4 separate regions of the Mus musculus genome follow, and all the other regions are linked to region 4. Evidence: chromatin contacts called from public Hi-C and promoter capture Hi-C data. All regions are on one chromosome and are shown on one strand. Each heading gives the region's core, a stretch centred on a gene start, on an enhancer-like site or on the middle of the called end of the contact. The rest is flanking DNA. Distances are from core to core; before and after follow the strand shown.

What was found. Promoter capture Hi-C pulls out the DNA fragments that hold promoters and counts their contacts. Hi-C and Micro-C count contacts between places; a contact is called where the count stands out from the background.
Region 1: a contact with region 4 is called in a promoter capture Hi-C map of cranial neural crest. The contact joins the promoter of Zfp493 here to the promoter of Ctsl in region 4. A contact is called at or near these places in 3 of 39 promoter capture datasets (cranial neural crest, frontonasal cranial neural crest and pre-B cells).
Region 2: a promoter capture Hi-C map of pre-B cells shows a contact between it and region 4, with 2.6 times the contacts expected there. The contact joins the promoter of Zfp87 here to the promoter of Ctsl in region 4. A contact is called at or near these places in 2 of 39 promoter capture datasets (maxillary cranial neural crest and pre-B cells).
Region 3: a Hi-C map of B cells shows a contact between it and region 4, with 5 read pairs. The contact joins the promoter of Mtrr here to the promoter of Ctsl in region 4. A contact is called at or near these places in 3 of 39 promoter capture datasets (cranial neural crest, pre-B cells and second pharyngeal arch cranial neural crest) and 1 of 484 Hi-C or Micro-C datasets (B cells).

Annotation. Positions count from the first base shown.
Region 1 is chr13:67,778,064-67,780,986 of GRCm38.p6, reverse strand. It overlaps Zfp493 (zinc finger protein 493), which reads right to left and starts at 1,294. Exons shown (of 4, transcript NM_028402.2): 1 at 1,168-1,294. The coding sequence starts at 1,173.
Region 2 is chr13:67,524,865-67,527,620 of GRCm38.p6, reverse strand. It overlaps Zfp87 (zinc finger protein 87), which reads left to right and starts at 1,390. Exons shown (of 4, transcript NM_133228.3): 1 at 1,390-1,544. The coding sequence starts at 1,539.
Region 3 is chr13:68,580,562-68,583,573 of GRCm38.p6, reverse strand. It overlaps Mtrr (5-methyltetrahydrofolate-homocysteine methyltransferase reductase), which reads left to right and starts at 1,405. Exons shown (of 15, transcript NM_172480.3): 1 at 1,405-1,509; 2 at 2,859-3,012. The coding sequence starts at 2,895. It overlaps Fastkd3 (FAST kinase domains 3), which reads right to left and starts at 1,364. Exons shown (of 7, transcript NM_027123.5): 1 at 1,224-1,364; 2 at 1-35. The coding sequence starts at 12.
Region 4 is chr13:64,369,210-64,372,444 of GRCm38.p6, reverse strand. It overlaps Ctsl (cathepsin L), which reads left to right and starts at 1,925. Exons shown (of 8, transcript NM_009984.4): 1 at 1,925-2,209.

The sequences.
Region 1 (2,923 bases), core at 45-2,544, 3.4 Mb before region 4:
GCTGGCTTCATTAAGGTGCTTACAAGGTGCCAGTCACAGGGCCCTGAGTGATCAGAGCTCCTCAATTCCATCTTTTTGTCTCTCTGACACACTGTAAGTACTTGGGTGAGTTTGTCTAGAACTGTTTGGGGAGGGTTAGGGAACCTAGATGCCACATTCTTCGATAAGAGTTGGTTTAGGTGAGTTTAGACACTGCAGATGATATGCAAAGACAGAACAGCTGGCCATTAAAGAGCGATGAAGACCGACCTCTTAGGATGCAGTATTATTTCCTCCCCCAGAGACATTTCAGCCCCCTCTCACCTGTAACCAACAGCCCTGTACCCACGCCTATTCTCACACCAATTTGTTTCTCCATTTTGAAAAGGAGTCCAAACGCAGTCTCCGAAGGTACTGGCTGATCTATTATTTTCTAGTACTTTTCACTCTACACTACAGAGTGAACTACTTGGTTGACACAAAACTCAAATCTTTCCCTTTAAGGGACTATTCTGCCCTCATTCATATAGGAGTGTTAGTCTTGGGGTTGACGTCACAACAGTGATCGCGAAGGACTTCTATTCAAAATAGTTCATAAATCTAACAGTTCATTACCAAGAAAATGGAACCAACATTCCAAACACCAACCGCCCTCCCAAAACTCCCTTCACTTGCAAATAAACAAGGTTATGAACTTTTGTCAACTCCAAGAGTCCTGGGCCAGCTATAAAGTAAAGAAAGCACCACACACCCAGTTGGTTCTAGATTTCCTGAGAAATCTGACTACAACCATGTGAGCCTGAGTCAGCTAGAGAGCAGAGTTTCCCCAGCCAAGCAGGAGAGTGCGCTCCCAGTCATAGCCTCAGGCTGTCATCAGACACCAGTCAGGGTGAAACCTGCCAGGACTTCCAGCAGTTCTCACTCCTGGGTCCTGAGCCAGCTCTCCTGCGCAGGGTGGACTCCAGCAGTAGCCTCGTGCAAGCAAAACGGTCACTCTCAGAGCCGACCCCATTGCCCTTTCCGCAGCTCTGACCTGGATCCAACGTGGGGTTGGTCCAGCCTAGGTCAGCACAGCACCCCCAAGTCCGCTTCTTCCCACCTCCCATCCACAAACCCTCGCCATCCATTCCGGACCCATCACCACGCGGACCCTCACGCCTGCAGGGCAGCGTTGCACCCTGGACGAACCTCCATGTGAGAGATGCAAACCGAGTACTGAGCAAGACCTTTTTCTTGCTCAACTTTGGGAAAGATGCAACTATGCAGACCGAGAGTAGAAACGTGGTTTCCTGACTGGCTCCTTGTGACGTCATATGGGCAAGACTACATTTCCCACAACTCTATGCGAAAGAAATCCCTTAGAGTGTAAGGGGTTGGGAGGAAGCAGTCAGTTTGTGTCCTGGTACAACCACAGGGAGCCAGTTGGCTTTTAAAATGCTAAATTTAAACCGGGCAGTGGTGGCGGCGCTAGCTTTTAATCCCAGCACTTGGGAGGCAGAGACAGGCTCTGAGTTCGAGGCTAGCCTGGTCTATGGAGTGAGTTCCAGGACAGCCAGGGCTACACAGAGAGGGGGGGGAAATGCTGAATTCAGTACAGGACACGTTTAAATGTAAATTGAGCCTTTGGCAGTAACCTTTAATAGGTTTGCAACTTATTTCTGTTCAATATGTTGCGATTTAAACTCAAAAGTGTACTTATTATGGAATCTTCTACATGTAAAGTTCACACTGATTCAATATTACTATAAAATAACTATATGTGACCTTCCTTGTAGTCGAACTGCTCAGGAACTTAAGACAGGAGGATCCCAAATCCAAGGCTAACCTGGGCCAAATAAAGAGACCTTGTTTCAAAATACAATGTACAAGTAGGGTTAGGGAGCAAGGGGTAAAGCCCTTGACTACAGTGGAGGCTTGGCTTAATACCAAGCATTACATATGCATAACTACTCCTTGTTCACCTGTGTGAGCCATACATGGATAAGACTCCACAACTGGATAACGTTTTCATGTGAACACTGGAAACTTCCATACAGTGAAGGGCATGGATCAGGGACACAGCTGTTTTAAATCATTGGACAAAGTTAAACATCCAGCTCTCTGATGTTAACTTACGAAGAAATCCTGAATTTATCTCAGGATCTTTTTTTGGTCTGTCTGTAAGTAGAGTGCACACATGTTCATCCACTAATTTGTGCTATACAAGAGCTTCATCCTCTTCTACCTGGTTTTTCATGAATGCAGGCAAGTATTGTTGGGGACAAGAAAAGAAACGTATTCTAAGTACTATGACGATTTCACTTTCAGATTTCATTAAATTCTAGAGAGAAACTAAATTCATAGTTCCAGGCCCTAGGGGAGCTGGGGACTTCCGTATAGCTGAATAGCTTCTGTTTTAAACAGTTGTCTGAGTCCAGCCATCTCAAGGGCAACTTCTCCATCTTGCTGGCAGGGTCATACAAGTTCATGTTCCCAGGCCCGTAAAGAACAGCTATCACTCACTTTTCCAAATGTTTTCTTAATTTGTTAACAGCTGTGTGTGTGTGTGTGTGTGTGTGTGTAGAGAGAGAGAGATTGCTATTATTTAAACCATGGTTTTACACACACACATATATACTACATACAGCTGACCCAGTCCTTTGTCTCCTTAGCACTCTAAGCTCCTAACCACTCCAGACCTAATGTCTAGGAGAACGAATTAAGGACCTTGAAGCCAAGTGCCCTGGATACCGCCCAGTCTCCAATGGTACTCCTTTGTTTAACCCATAATGTCAAAATACAATTGGTTAAAAGTGCAGCTCCCCTCCCCTGGTCCCCCCTGTTTTGTGTTCCCATCCTTTAAAAATGTTGTTCAAACTCCCTTTGGGAGGCAGTTCAGATTCCAAAGTGACTGCCTCCTCGAGGCTCTGAAAATAAAGCTTCATTTTTTAAGTTTTCATATCTG
Region 2 (2,756 bases), core at 141-2,640, 3.2 Mb before region 4:
ACAAAGGCAGGGAGGATGTCTCCTCAGAATGTCCTCATTAAGGGGGAGTTTTATGGGTAGTGCCATTCTAATGCTAGAGGTGGGGGGAGGGAGTTTCAGGCTGCTGCAGGAGGACACAGCACAGAAACCAGCTGTCTGTGTAGCATACTTGTCTAGGGCTAGAGGGAAGATGGGAGCTTCTGGCCAGGGGGGTGGGGGGTGGGAGCAAAAAATGCAGAGACAAACTGTGCACAACACTAAAGTATCTCTCTAGTATCAGCAATTCGGAGGTTACAACACATGCTTAATCACTGCAAGGAGAACTAAGTAGGAAAAGAGAAGTTGAGTTCTCCACAGTGATAAAAATACCATGGATAGTGGTAGCACATGCCTTTAATCCCCGCACTTGGGAAGCAGAATCAGGGGGATCTTTGAGTCCAATGCAAGCCTGGTCTACAGAGCAAGATACCCCATGCCTAATGCAGAGAGAAATTCTACAATGGATGATGGACCAGAAGTCCGTACAATGCTAAGAACTGTGCCCTCCTTGGGAGAGAAGCAGAAGAGATACTCACAGGCTCAGAGACCACCTGCTGTTAAACACTTCTCTGTTTGTGGTGAACCAGGGAGACGTGGGTGATGTTCTGGTATAGTTCTCATAAAATTAAAGTTCTTATGCAGATTAATGAATGAAAGTGTAAGCAAGGGACAAATGGAGAGATCAAGGATCCACCAATGGATTCTGGAAAGTCTTCACATGTAAATGTGAGGGTAGTACTTATAACCTCGTTCAGAGATTTTTTTTTTTTAACGTCTATGTCTCTGACCTACCTCCTTCACTGTATGGATTCCAGTGCTCACAGGAAAGTGTTTTTGTTTGTTTTCCCAGCTGTGGAGTCTAATGCATGTATGCTCACAGGCTTGTCAGCACACATGGAAAAATGGAGTATGTACAAGTTGAGCATTAAATTAAGTCTTCCTTCATTCTAGGCACGTAGTCTACCCCCTTTGCTAGTTTTGTACTTTGTATTTTGAGACAAGGTCTCTGTAAAGTGCCTAGAACGCTTTGGATTTGTAATCCTTTCATTTTAAACACCGAAGTTGATGTCAAAAAGCATCTCTAAGTAATAGCACTCACTCCACTTTAGCCTCTTGTTTCCTTATTTTAAAGTACAATTAAATGATTGTCAACTTTTGGTGCAGGTTCCAATTTTATAATTAGTAGACGAGTTTTTAAACTACAGTTTGACCAGATACAACTAATAACCCCTCCTATCAAAGCCTCAACGGATGTTCTAGCACGTCCGTTTTACAACCGGAACTTTTAAAGCAGCCTGACTGTGGGCTTTTGTCCCAGTGCTGACACCTCTCCTTTCTTTCCACCCTCCTCCGCTGTCAGTAGGGAGAACACAGAACTCTGGGAAATGTAGTCGTGCCCTCTGTGACGTCACAAGCAGCCGCTCTGCGAACCGCACTTCCGCATCCCGTCTGCAGACGTTTGTCTTCCCCTAAGTTAGCGGTGCTGTGTCCTGCTCCTCGCTCTCGATCGGATCTCTGACATGGAGGTTGGTCCAGGGAGCAGTGCAGCCTGAGGGAATGTGCAGGGGAGTGGTCCAGCTTGGAGGGAGCGGAGCCGAGGTGGACCAGAGGCAGGGAGAAGCCGAGTTGGTGATGCTGTGCTGCTGACCTAAGCTGGGCCAACTGAGCCTGGATGCAAATCTGGGTGGGGAGAGCAGTATGGGGGTGGCGCTGTGAGTGAAAGCTTTGTTAGGACGCGGCTGTATACGCTTCTGGGGTGGGAGAGCTGGCTCTGTAGCACAGAAATGTGGAATGGTGGAAGGTTCAGTATTGCCCCCCCGCAGGGTGGGCCGGCCCTCTCCTTGCGCCAGAGGTGTAAATGGGAGCCCACATTCCTGCTTGCCTTAGGAAGTCTGTTGGCTGTGATCACTTGGCCACTTGACTGTGGTCAGATTTCTCAGAACTTCTAGATCGAGTGGAGATCTGGCACCTCCTATTTATGGCCAGCCTAATATTCTTGGTTTGAGTTAATAGCTGCTCCTCGTTTCCAGGGACAGAGTTCTGCTAAGGAGGTTGGTGTATAGGATGTTAGTACCATTCTCTTTGGAATAAATTGTTAGGTTTTTTTTGGTGTGTTGTTTTGAATGAGAATATTTCATGGCCACCTCCGTGATCTATATCTTCACACTTAACACTCACATGTAGAGACAGTCTAATGTTCTAAAGGAGAAGGCTTATTCAGGATATTATTGATCCTACATTGTAGAGTAAAATACTAGAAAATACCGTATCCACTTATGTCAGAGATTGTGTAATGTCAGAAGCTTGGACTCCTTTTCTGAAACAAATGAGGGGGTGATGGGAGCAGAGAGATGGCCTGGAGATTATTAGTGACTTCGGGGAAAGGACTTGAGTGTCCCTGGGGAGGAGAAGTGACCTTGAATACCTAACAGTGTTTACGTTGCTCTTCAATTGTGAGCTTCTCTTCTATCTCTGGACACTGCACATCTAAACCTCCCTTAACAACTACTCTATCACTGCCCCGACTGTGGCACTCAGGTTCCCTGTTGCTCCCTGAACATTTGCCAGTTTATCCACGTCAGAAAGATTGAAAGGTGAATTTGAAGAGCTTTTGCTCAGTTAGGGTCCCTTGCCCATAATAGACTCCTTGGCCTGTCTCTTGTATAGTTTTGTAGTTCACAACACTTTAAGTCAAATCAAGTGTTTGTGTGGCATTAAAGCCTATTATTCATAAGGAA
Region 3 (3,012 bases), core at 156-2,655, 4.2 Mb before region 4:
GATGAACGCCATGCCATAGAATTCACAACATGTGACTTAGCATAAGAAAAACAAAAACAAAAACCATGGTCAAATGCTGAGAAAGACAACACCAACGCTACGAAACTAAGAATGAGTATCCCATGACAAAGATTAAAAAAAAAAAAGAACCTTGCAAAAATATTTTAAAAACCAAGGTTTACTTTTCCCACCGAGCCAGGAAACAAGAGAAAGCCTGGGAAGGGGGTCCCCACTCTCCTGGTCCTGATTGCCACACCCAATTGGCTGACACCCAACAGTTGCACCATAACTAGACAAGGCACCGGTAGAAGACATGCACACCCCTTTCTAGGCAGTGTCACTAGGTTTTTTTTTTTAAATGAACTATGCCTTATATCTAAACTCCTTGAGTCCTATGTGTATGTAAGGATCTCAGATTAATGTTTTACCACAACGTAATTCCTCTTCAAAGGCCATGTTCTATGGACAAAGTGAAGGGTGTGCACCAAGGCATGTCTCCTTTAATATGTTTAAAGTTGGCTGCTGATTAAATAGCCCCCCAAACCCCATAATCCTATACATAAGTTACTACTCAGGCTTTCAGGCTTACGCGTCTCTTCAGTTTTCAAAAAAGGCTATTTTTTGAGTAATCAGAACTCATTGACCTTGCTGCGCTCTGGCTCATTCTGAAATTTCTTTTCAGTGGCCCTTGAACACCTTAGTGTTGTCGGGTAGACTGAAGCATCATAGGGCTGACTTCCTGTGGCTTCACTGTGTCTGGGCGAGATGCTGGCTCCTAACCCTAACTGCGATCGCTGCCCAGCCCTTACTTTAAGTCCTGCCTATGGGCTAGGTTACTGTAATTCAGTTCGTCTGGTTGACGCTTTTCCCGCTAAGGACCCTGCAGCCCAAGGAAACCACCTCTGTGTACAGTGAAGCTGGGCGCGAAGAGGAAGAGCTGGAATTCAGATTCTACCTCCAAATCTCGACACTCACGTGATGGGGAAAGGGAACGTCAATGTTGATAATTGCGAGAGAGGAGGAGCAGCCGACAAGATTCAAACTCCGGGTATGAGCCGGGCAAAGCATGGTAATTCGCGCTGAGAAGCTGGGCTGGGGCTCACGCACAATCACAGAAAAGCAAGCGGAGCAGGGCAACGGCGGAGGCAGGCGCCGCGCGACCGGACCGGAGCCCACGGAGCACGAGTGGGGAAGCCCGGGGGTCCTAATCCCGAGACACTTACCGAGCGGCTCCAAGCCGCACCCGGGACAGGACAGACACGGAGCTTCCGAGCCCTGGGAGCGTCCGTACACGGACGCTGCCCCTTACCTGGAGAACATTCCGGCGCGTGCGCGGCACTAAGGCCACCCACCCACCCACATCCGGCGATCAGCGATTGGCCCAGGTCCGCCCGCATGTCTGTTGGCGGTCGTGCGGAGCATGCGTGCTGTGCCGCGCGCGTGCGCAGTGCTCCCGGACTGTGCCTGTCGGAGGAGAACGGGGTTCCGCGCGGGAATTCGCGCCTGGAGGTATTCGGCGGGGGACGGCGGGAGCGACGGAAGCGGTGGGGGAGCCGGGACTCGCGCCTGCGCAGTGGGGATGAGCCGCTGAGTTTTCCGGACCGCGGTGGGGTTCACGGGGAGCACTTGGGAGGCGGACCGCGGTGGGGTTCACGGGGAGCACTTGGGAGGAGTCGGCTCCGCCACCTTTCCCAAAACCTCGTGAGCTCGCACGTGTCACCCATTGGTCCTGTCGAGTCTGTGGCAGTGCTTCCCGATGAACCTTTGAAGGGTTTGTGTCCTAGCTCCCCAGCGGATAAGCCACAAGTGCTTAGAAACTAACTAGAGTTGATTCACTCAGGAAAAGATAATTTTATATAGGCCGGCTACCACTCAGCGTTAGCCACTGGATAGAATGGCGGAGTGTGGAATCCCAGAGCCCTTTATCTTCTTTTTCTCTTGGTTATCTCCGGGGTAAGGCATGAATTAGAAATACCGTCTCTGTGTAAAGTCCATGTACGCTGACTACTGATAGATGCAATGATGCCATCTTTGATGACGACCAGTGCTTTGATTAGGATCTAGCAGGAAACACGAACTCCCCAGTTTCACGTGAACATTGTACAGTTACAGTTTTGGTTTTTTAAAGATTACTTATTTATTTTATATATATGAGTATACTGTGGCTGTACTGATGGTTGTGAACCATCATGTCGTTTCTGGGACTTTGAATTCAGAACCTTTACTTGCTCCGGAGGATCCTGCTCGCTCCAGCCTAAAGGTTTATTTATTATTATATGTAAGTACACTGTAGCTGTCTTCAGAGGCACCAGAAGAGGGCGTCAGATCTCATTAGGGATGGTTGTGAGCTACCATGTGATTGCTGGGATTTGAACTCAGAACCTTGGGAAGAGCAGTCAGTGGTCTCTTAACTGCTGAGTTACAGTTTGTTTTTGTTTTTTGTTTTTGTTTTTTGTTTTTTTTTTGCTTTGTTTTTAAACGGCAGAAACAATAGCCTTTGTAAGCGACACTGTGTTTGAGCATGGCTTAGCCCCTTCACCATTCAGGCTTATGATCCTAATTCAGAGTACAAATGGGCAGAAAGGCAGATCACTCCTATAGTTAGGCACTAATGAATGACAGACACTTGCAAGACCCAACAGTAGCTAGAAATCAAGAGTGGGTTTCACGCCATCAGGGACAATTCAAAAACGTCACTTTTGTATACCTCCTGTCTTAATTCTCTCATACTGCGATTCGTTTAAAATCAGTGCTAAGGAACAAGTTTAGAGAAGGCTGTTTGAAATTATGTTTGGGTGTCCTGCGGGCTACCTGCTTCATTAAACAGTGTACCCCTTTCTTCCTTTTGTGGTTTTTAGTCTCACTGTTAGAGTTGCAGCTGATGACCTGAGGTGATGAGAAGGTTTTTGTTACTTTATGCTACACAGCGAGGACAGGCAAAGGCCATAGCAGAAGAAATAAGTGAGCAGGCTGTGTCACACGGGTTTTCCGCAGATCTTCACTGTATCAGTG
Region 4 (3,235 bases), core at 676-3,175:
TTTTTTGGGGTTTTTTTGTTTGTTTGGTTGGTTGGTTTTTTTTCGAGACAGGGTTTCTCTGTGTAGCCCTGGCTGTCCTGTAACTCACTCTGTAGACCAGGCTGGCCTCGAACTCAGAAAATCGCCTGCCTCTGCCTCCCAAGTGCTGGGATTAAAGGCGTGCACCACCACGCCTCTTAAGACACTTTTTAAAAACTCATGTTGCAGCTAGGTATGGTGATGCACACCTTTAATCTCAGCACTAGGGAGGCAGAAACAGATTTATTTGAGTTCCAGGACAGCCCAGTCTACAAAGGGAGTTCCAGGACAGCCAGGAAATCAAAAATCCTGTCTCAAAAAACAACCACAACAACAAAAGCCTCATTTTCGGGGAGGTGTACATGTGCCAACAGCACATACAAAAGTCAGAGAACAACTTTTGGCTCTCTTCTTTCACCATATAGATCTCTGAGATTGAACTTAGGCTTGGGTTCAGGCAACTCTTTAACACTAAGCAATCTCACCAAGCCCTGAACGTGATCTTTTAAATCACTTTTAAAAAAATACTTCTTTTAGGGCCAGGAGGTAGTGGCGCACTCCTTTAATCCCAGTACTTGGGAGGCAGAGGCTGGCGGATCTCTGTGAGTTTTGAGGACAGCCTCATCTATAGAGCAAATTCCAGGACAGCCAAGGCTACACTGAAAACCCTGTCTCAGAAAATATTTTAAATACTATTATAAAAGACATTACAAGTCAGGCAGTAGTGGCGCACGCCTTTAATCCCAGCACTTGGAAGGCAGAGACAGGCGGGTTTCTGAGTTCGAGGCCAGCCTGGTCTACAGAGTGAGTTCCAGGACAGCCAGGGCTACACAGAGAAACCCTGTCTCAAAAACAAAAACAACAACAAAAACAAAACAAAAAAAAAGACAATACAAATTTTTAAAAATCACATACTGAAATTAACCAAACTCAAATATTATAAAGCTTCTAAACAGAATAGCCAATAAAAAAAATCTTATATGGCTAAAAAAAAATTACACTTTACCGAATTATTTTCTTTCAATCTTACCTATACCTGTATATATATTTTTTCTCTATCCAAGTAATTTCTTCAAGCTACACAACTACAGCCTTCTATTAAATATTACTCTTCTTGAGTGAGGAAGAGGAAACTAAAGCGGATAGCTCGGAGATAGCTTTAATCCCGGCTCTTGAGAGGCAAAACCAGGATGCCTGTGATTGCCTGGTCTACATTATTAAACCCTATAACCCCTATCTCAAACACATACTTATATCTTTTCCAGCGAATTTATCAAATTCCAGAAGTGGCGCATGCCTTTAATCCCAAAACTTGGGAGGCAGAGGCAGGCGGTTCTGAGTTCGAGGCCAGCCTTGGTCTCCAGAGTGAGTTCCAGGACAGCCAGGGCTACACAGAGAAACCCCGTCTCGAAAAGACAAAAAAAAAAAAAAAAAGGAAAAAGAAAGAAAAAAATTGAAAGTAAGAAAAACAATTCATAATGTAAAGTAGGAAAACAGTCTCCATCGTTCTCAACCGCTTTTTTTCTTTTCTTTTCTAGCCACCATCCTACAACCCCACCCCCACCGCCGCGTCCCCGCCTGCCACGAAAAGAATTTCTACCAGACTTGAGAGAAATGCTCCTAAGGAACAATCCATGTATAGGTAAGGCAGGAAGTGCGGCGTTAGAAGCCACGTGCTGATCTAAATTCTATGGACACCCGTCCAGCCAGACCCTGGAGAGGTGACTCTGTCCTCCGCTCTGTCTTCTTCCACTTACATCAGCATTGTTGTGGGTTAAACAGAAACCACGGGTTATGCAACTCTCCACCCTGCACATTTTAATCTACAACTTTCATACAAAAGGAAAGGTATGGCTGAGGTGGAAATTCCACAGCAGGCCTTTTTTTTCCTACGCTTTTCTTACAGAACCAAGGCACCACGCTGGCGTGGACCCTCCAAAGTGGATCAGCCTCGCCCCAAGGCTTGCACCACAGGACAGGTTACGACCCGGCGGCGTCACGCGCCCGGACTCCCGCAGGCTCCGCCCCGAGGCAGGCATAGCCAATGACGGGGCGGGGGCGGGCCCTGTCGGGGCTGTAGCCTGAGAGGCTTTAAAGCCTGAGCCCGGCGCTGTTCCTCCAGATTCTCGGACCTCGGCGACCTCCGGGGATCCGAGTTTGCAGACTTCTTGTGCGCAGCTAGCCGCCTCAGGTGAGTGACCCCCGCGGGTTTAAAGGCTTCCCGAGCAAGGGCAGGTAGGGGAATCTAGAATGTGGGAACCATAGCATCTGCAACCCGGACTGGAGACCCCCGGATGGGCCAGGATCTCGAGGATGTGTCCTCGGCCTCCCCGAAGTGATAGGCCCTTGTTGTCGAGCGGGGTCTTCATCAGGTCATGTGACTCCGGGCTGCCGGGACCCGTAGGGACAGCGGGACCCCCTCAAGCTGGTCACGGGACCCAGGGCTCCTTGTGCCGCCATAACATTCGCGGGCGGTGGCCGCGAGCGCGGAGCGGACGCCCATCCCCCTCTCCCCCGGACGGGCCCAGCTTGGCCCCTAACCCGAACTGAGATCGCATAAGGAGGCATCGCCTTGAGGCTTCAGTTCGCCTGATGTGCAGCTGTGCGTTAAAGTGTGTGGTGGCAACCCACCCTCTGGGTACTCCTGTATGCCCACTTGGGGTCACTAATACTTGTCAATAAATGACCTGGACCCAGTTGTCCTCTTAAGATTCTGACGCATACAATATCGGAAGACTTAAGACTACCGTGGCGCTATAATAAGAGAAAGTGGGGGGGGGGCTGTCGAGATGGTTCAGCGGGTAAGAGCACTGACCGCTCTTTCAAAGGTCCTGAGTGCAAATCTCAGCAACCACATGGTGGCTCACAACCACCCATAATGAGATCTGACACCCTCTTCTGTGCGTCTAAAGTCAGCTACAGTGTACTTATGTATAATAATAAATCCTTAAAAAAAAAAAAGCAAGAGAAAAGGGTTTACCCCTGTTCCAATGACTACTAGGCTGTTTTTGTTTCAGTAGCTAGAGTCTAGGAACCTCCAAAGATTAATTCCTGACTTGTTTTTCTCCACTCATAATCACATTTGTTAACACGTGCAAGGATGCTTCAACTCAGAACGGTTTACTGCTGGGCTGGTGGCTCATGGATCCCTAAACTTGAGAGATGGGTCATTGAAAAAGTTTAAAGCCTAAACTACATGAGAAACTGTCCTTAAAAG